2 separate regions of the Mus musculus genome follow, and region 2 is linked to region 1. Evidence: chromatin contacts called from public promoter capture Hi-C data. All regions are on one chromosome and are shown on one strand. Each heading gives the region's core, a stretch centred on a gene start, on an enhancer-like site or on the middle of the called end of the contact. The rest is flanking DNA. Distances are from core to core; before and after follow the strand shown.

The links. Promoter capture Hi-C pulls out the DNA fragments that hold promoters and counts their contacts.
Region 2: a promoter capture Hi-C map of pre-B cells shows a contact between it and region 1, with 2.4 times the contacts expected there. The contact joins the promoter of Hmgcs2 here to the promoter of Gja8 in region 1. A contact is called at or near these places in 2 of 39 promoter capture datasets (the 3T3-L1 cell line and pre-B cells).

Annotation. Positions count from the first base shown.
Region 1 is chr3:96,924,734-96,927,399 of GRCm38.p6, reverse strand. Gja8 (gap junction protein, alpha 8) reads left to right here and starts at 1,349. Exons shown (of 2, transcript NM_008123.3): 1 at 1,349-1,534.
Region 2 is chr3:98,279,088-98,281,753 of GRCm38.p6, reverse strand. Hmgcs2 (3-hydroxy-3-methylglutaryl-Coenzyme A synthase 2) reads right to left here and starts at 1,323. Exons shown (of 10, transcript NM_008256.4): 1 at 1,167-1,323. The coding sequence starts at 1,270.

The DNA.
Region 1 (2,666 bases), core at 100-2,599:
GAAGAGGTAGAACTGCATAGCTCCTCCTCCTTCCTTGACTGACAGTTGCTAGGGGCAGTCTTATGAGGGCCCAGTGCAGGCAGCTACAGTTGCTGAGAGTTTAATAATGACAGCAGTTGTATTGAGTCTAAAGAAAGGTGATTTATAGTCCTTTACTGTATCTCGTGGTTCACATACTTCTGGTCCTCTCTTTTTCAGTGTTCCCCGAGCCTTGGAGGGGATGGTATATTAGTCTTGTTTAGGCTGGGCCGACAACCGTTGTTTATTCTCAGCATCTTGGGATGCCTTGGGTCTCTACACTCACCAATGTTGCTTACAGTGAGATGCTTCTCTAGATCTATGGATAGAAGCTAATCAGTAATAAGTTCCCCATTGGTGTTGGCAGTCTCCCTAGACCTCAGTCTATCTGGGCTTAAAGTACCAGGAATGGATCGTTTCCCCCCACCACCACAACACTCCAATCAGAAGGCATTTGGTTATCCAGCACAGTGAAGCCACTGTTGTACAGGTGAGGGCAGGCCTGTTTAGTTCAGCAGGTTGAACTTTTGTTTCATAGGATTTAGAACTGGGCAAGATCAACTGTGGTCTTTCTCATATAGCATCCTGCTTCGCATTCTCCTGTGATTTGATTGATAGCCAACATGGAAACAATTCTAGCTCGGTGCCCACCTGTTCTCTACCTACCTTACAACCAATGGTGTCTTCTGTAGTGTAAATGTAGGCTCTAGTTCTGGTTGGCAGCCAAGAACAATAGCAAGAACCTGTGTTGTTTGGGGAGCGGTCTTCTGGGGTTCCCTTGATCCTGGGGCATGTATTTCACACCTGGGGTATGTATCTCACACCTGGGGCATGTATCTCACACCTGGGGCTGAGAACTATATTCAGCACTCCACTGTTTCTAGGACCAGAGTCATCAGGGAGGCTGCATATTAAAGGTGTTGTGTCATAAGATCAAACCCCAATGGAGGATGAAATGTAACCCTTTGAAGGGAACCAATCACTCTCATTCAGTGTAACTTGAAGCACAAGGTCACACACAGGTCACATATTACTCTCCCTACATGACCAAGAGTCTCTAAGACGATGGCTTCAAGGCCTGGGGAAATACCCTACACACCTGTCCTCTGCAAGAAGCCAAAGATTTCCTGTCGTAAAGGACTGGTCTGTAGCTGAGGGAAATGCTTAGAGCCTGCAGAAGCCCCAGCTAAGCTTTCCCACGTCAGCTTTCCCCCCACCCTCCTCCCCTGGTGCCCAGCACAGCTCTCCCATTCTCTCTCTCCCATTGTTTTCCAAACATCCCTCCCTTCATAAAAGCTGTCTGGCTGGGAGCTTAAAATATTGCTGGACAGTAAAACCCACCCATCAGGACAGATCCAGTCATATCTGCTCAGTCGTGCAGCACATTAGGGGCGGGGTAGGGAAGTTGGAGGTGGGCTTTTAGGTGGCAAAGGAAAGACACCAAAGTTGCCATTTTACTGCGGAGCAGCAAGAGAGAAAGACAGCACCAGTTTCTCCGTGGGACGCTACTCAGACGGCAAGTTTTCCTTGGGTGGCCTTAGACTATAACCTTCCCTTCACTTATTTCCAACTCATGATCAGGGCCATCCATAGCTCTCCCGCTAGAAACATAGCTTCCTCTGAGACAAAAAAGTTGTCACCAAGGTCTATCATTGGGCTGAGAAGGATGCACTTCAAGATCAACTTCAAGTTCACCTAAGAGTTTGCAGAGGTTTGGAAGGGAGAGTGCTAGGATACGTTGGGTGAGAAAAGAGTTGTTCAGACTCCAGCTCTTGATTTATTTTTCAGGTCTTTATGTTTTCAGAAGGAACGACCGCACTTCCAGGAATCCAGGGGGACAGAAATGAGCATGAGTTACGGGGTTTTTTGGGAAGGCGGGTTGTTTTGTTTGTTTGTTTTTCCCACTCACAACTCTGCGATGGCAGAGCAGGTGGGAACTGTTGAGTGCCGTGGGTAGAAGGGAAGCCCCATGCTCAGGATTTACAATGTTAAAGCAGTTCATTCACGGGGCACAGGAAGGATCTGTGCTCTCCCTGGGGCAGGTTTCTGTTGTCTGTTGGCAAGAGCTGCTGTCTAATGGCTCTACACCCAAAGATGGAGGCACACATACTCCCATTATCAGCAGAGTGGTGGATGACCCACTGATGCTTCAAGAAACCTGTAAGCATGGGTGTCTACGTGGTTCCGAGCCTCTTCAAACCCAGGACAAGGCCACGCTGCCCCAGAAATTCCCTTGGAGTTTGGAGTGGGGAAGACTAGGGCTCACATCTGAGCTCCCCCCACCAGCTGGGACACTTTAAGAGACTCTGTGACTTCTCTGATTGTCCCTCCCTGGCCATGGGGTAAATAATTCTCCATTCTCTGAGTCTCAAACTGTAGATCTGCCCATTTTAGTTCATGGAGAAATTTTGTCAGCCTGTGACAGAAATAGAGCGGCAACGATGGGGGAGAGGAGGTGGCTTTCCACCGAGTTTAATGTGTTTTGTTCCAAGACTTGGCTTTGCTCTGAGACCATGTTCTCTTTAAGTCTTGTGGTCATAAAGACATGCCTGTCTCCCTTAATCATCGAGGGTGAAGTCAGACTGTAGACATTATTTAGTGATCTGACACATTTCTTTTTAAAATAAGGAGTTGGCAGCTATATGCTG
Region 2 (2,666 bases), core at 74-2,573, 1.4 Mb before region 1:
AAAAACCTACATAGAGACCTTGTCTTAAAAGGGGGGGACGGGACTGAGAAATGGTCACCCTGTCTGGCCCTGAAATAAGTAAACCCCATAACTTCCTCGCAAATAGAAAAGAAGCAAGCTAAAGTCTAAGCTGGAACATTCAAATAAAACGCAGTGGTTTTGCAAGGGTGGGGAAGTGGATGTCAGTGGCGCTAAAAGCAAATCAGGAGGTTTAAGGGCACTGCTCCTTTCCCCTCCACACCTATACCCAGGCTCCAGCAGGGCGGGACAAGGGAGGGCACCATAGCAAAGAGGTTCCCTAAAAACTCAGTACTCATGGGTATAAGTGGAAAGGAAGCCCTGGGACTCTGAGCTCAGTGGACAAAGAGCAAAAGAGAAAACACCCAAGTAGCTGGGAGCCTGAAGCACAAAGCCCAGATGTGTCCCATCAACTCTGAGCAACCACAGTTACTTGGACGAGACTGAAGGGTGTTTACAAAGAAAGAAGGCATGTTTGTTTTTCTTTCACAAGTACATGTATCCACCCATCCACCCCACCCCACACACACAGTGAGAAACACACACACAATTTTTATCTTTCATCTCACAAAACCGAAGCACGGAGAAACACTGCTTCGTCTCTTTGGTCCATACTGGATCTTGCCACAGTGAACGACAGCAAGCAGTTAAACCACAACTGCAGCTGCAGGATCCTGAGGTCTGCTGCCCCCTGTGGCCGGCAGAGGAAAGGCTGCTGCTTTTCCTAAACAAAGTGCATCAGAGGCTTAGGCTGGGAGTCCTGTGCGTCCTGTCCCCTTGGATCAGTTTACGACAATAAAAATACATCTTGCATATCAGATATTTACATTATGATTCATAATAGCAGCAAAATTAGTTATGAGGCAGAAATAAAAATAATTTTATGGTTGCGGGGGTCACCACAACCTGAGGAACTGTATTAAGGGTTGCAGCATTAGGAAGGCTGAGGACCTCTGGCTTAGACACTTCCAGCTCAACAGTTAACAGGTGCTGTCTAGAAATGAGGCTAACTTGTTTATAACTGAGTACAACCTCGCCAGCTTTTGACTGAGGTTCTAGTGAGTCCTCCAACAAGCCCCGCGTTTTACTGGTCCCCACGGTGCTTGTCTGGGAGTGATCTATGTAGACCCTCTGAGCAGGCCACTCACCTCTGCTGGGCTGCTGAGAGCAGGTGAGCAGGTGTGAGCGAAGTTTCCTGCATCGCTCTCTTCACTTGCAGGACCCGCCTCGCTGGAGCCAAAAGCCGCTGCATCTCTAAGGTATCAACAGAAAGCCAGCAGTCCACAGCCCTTGGGAGAGATGCCCAACGATTCTGGGTTGGGCTTTATAAGACTCCAGGCTCTGGAAGCCCCGCCTCCGCTTATCGAGGCCCCTGCCTGCTTGGGGAAAAACTGGGCCAAAGGTCTCAGAACAAGTCAAAGGAAAACATCATGTCTAACATGTACATAGCTGCACTGTTCCTGGCTGGTATCTAGCTGGCTGGCTCTGAGACTTCATTGTTGGCCTTATTTTTGCCTAACCATGCAAGCTTGCATGCTCCTTCTAACACATCCAACAATCAGCAGTCACCCAACTCGTCTCTGCAGCCTCCTGATTCCTCTGCTGAGTGGCTCACCATCTGTTCCTAACCCCTAACCACTTTATGCAGTCAGATGTTATTCTTACCATTTCTATAAGAAGCAGCTTTCAAAACCAAAGAGTAATCCCCCCTCCACCTCCATTTCTTCTTAAATACCCCAGGCTAGCCTTGAACTTGAAATCAGTCTTCCTCCCTCAGCCTCCATGAGCACTGTGATTACTGGTATAACCTTTTAATACCAGCTCTTCAAGCAGTTGAGAGTAGGTGTTGACGCACATCTGACGGGCTGGCTGGCTTTGGTCTGTGGAGCTGGTTGTTTTCCTCTTATCTTTATTGTCCGTCATTATGCTTACACAGAGCTTCACAGAGCTTCCAAGAGGGACGCAGCAGATGCTGCTAGAGAGGTTCAGAATCCCTCAAAAGGAGACTGTCTTGAAGTTCAGGCTTTCCTAGGAAGGAGAAGTTTATTACAAGTTGGATTTTAGAGACAGGGAGGACAGAGTCCTCAAAGACCCATGTCTACAAAGCTGCAGAGTGGGGATCCCCCAGCATCTTTTGACTCCGGACTGTGCATGTAATTGTGCTCCTATGAGTGTGCACCTGTGGCTGTGTGCATGCAGCCATGCTCCCACTTGAGCACACCTGTGGCTGCCAGGGGCTAGCATCAATACCATCCTTTAGCACTCTCAATCTTAGTCTTAAAATGATGTGTGTCTCTCCCTCTGAACCTGGAGCTTGCCTATTGGGGTGGCCAAAAGGGCTCCTAGGATCTTCCTGCCTCTGCGGTTCCAGAGCTGGGGTACGGGTATGTGCTTTTACACAGGTATGGGGTTCCAAACTCAGGCTCCACACTTTCACTTTACCCACTGAGCCACCCATCCAGATCCTCTACTACTTCTTAAGACAAAAGTCTTAAAGATGAGTCTCTATCTCATGCTCCTCATGTAGAAAGTCCCTATGTCTCACTCACACAGCAGTTGAAGCAGTTAACCCTGATATCTAATGCAACTCTATGAAAGAGTCTCAAGAACCAGGATAGCTCTTGGTTTATTTATTTCCCAGAAGCCAG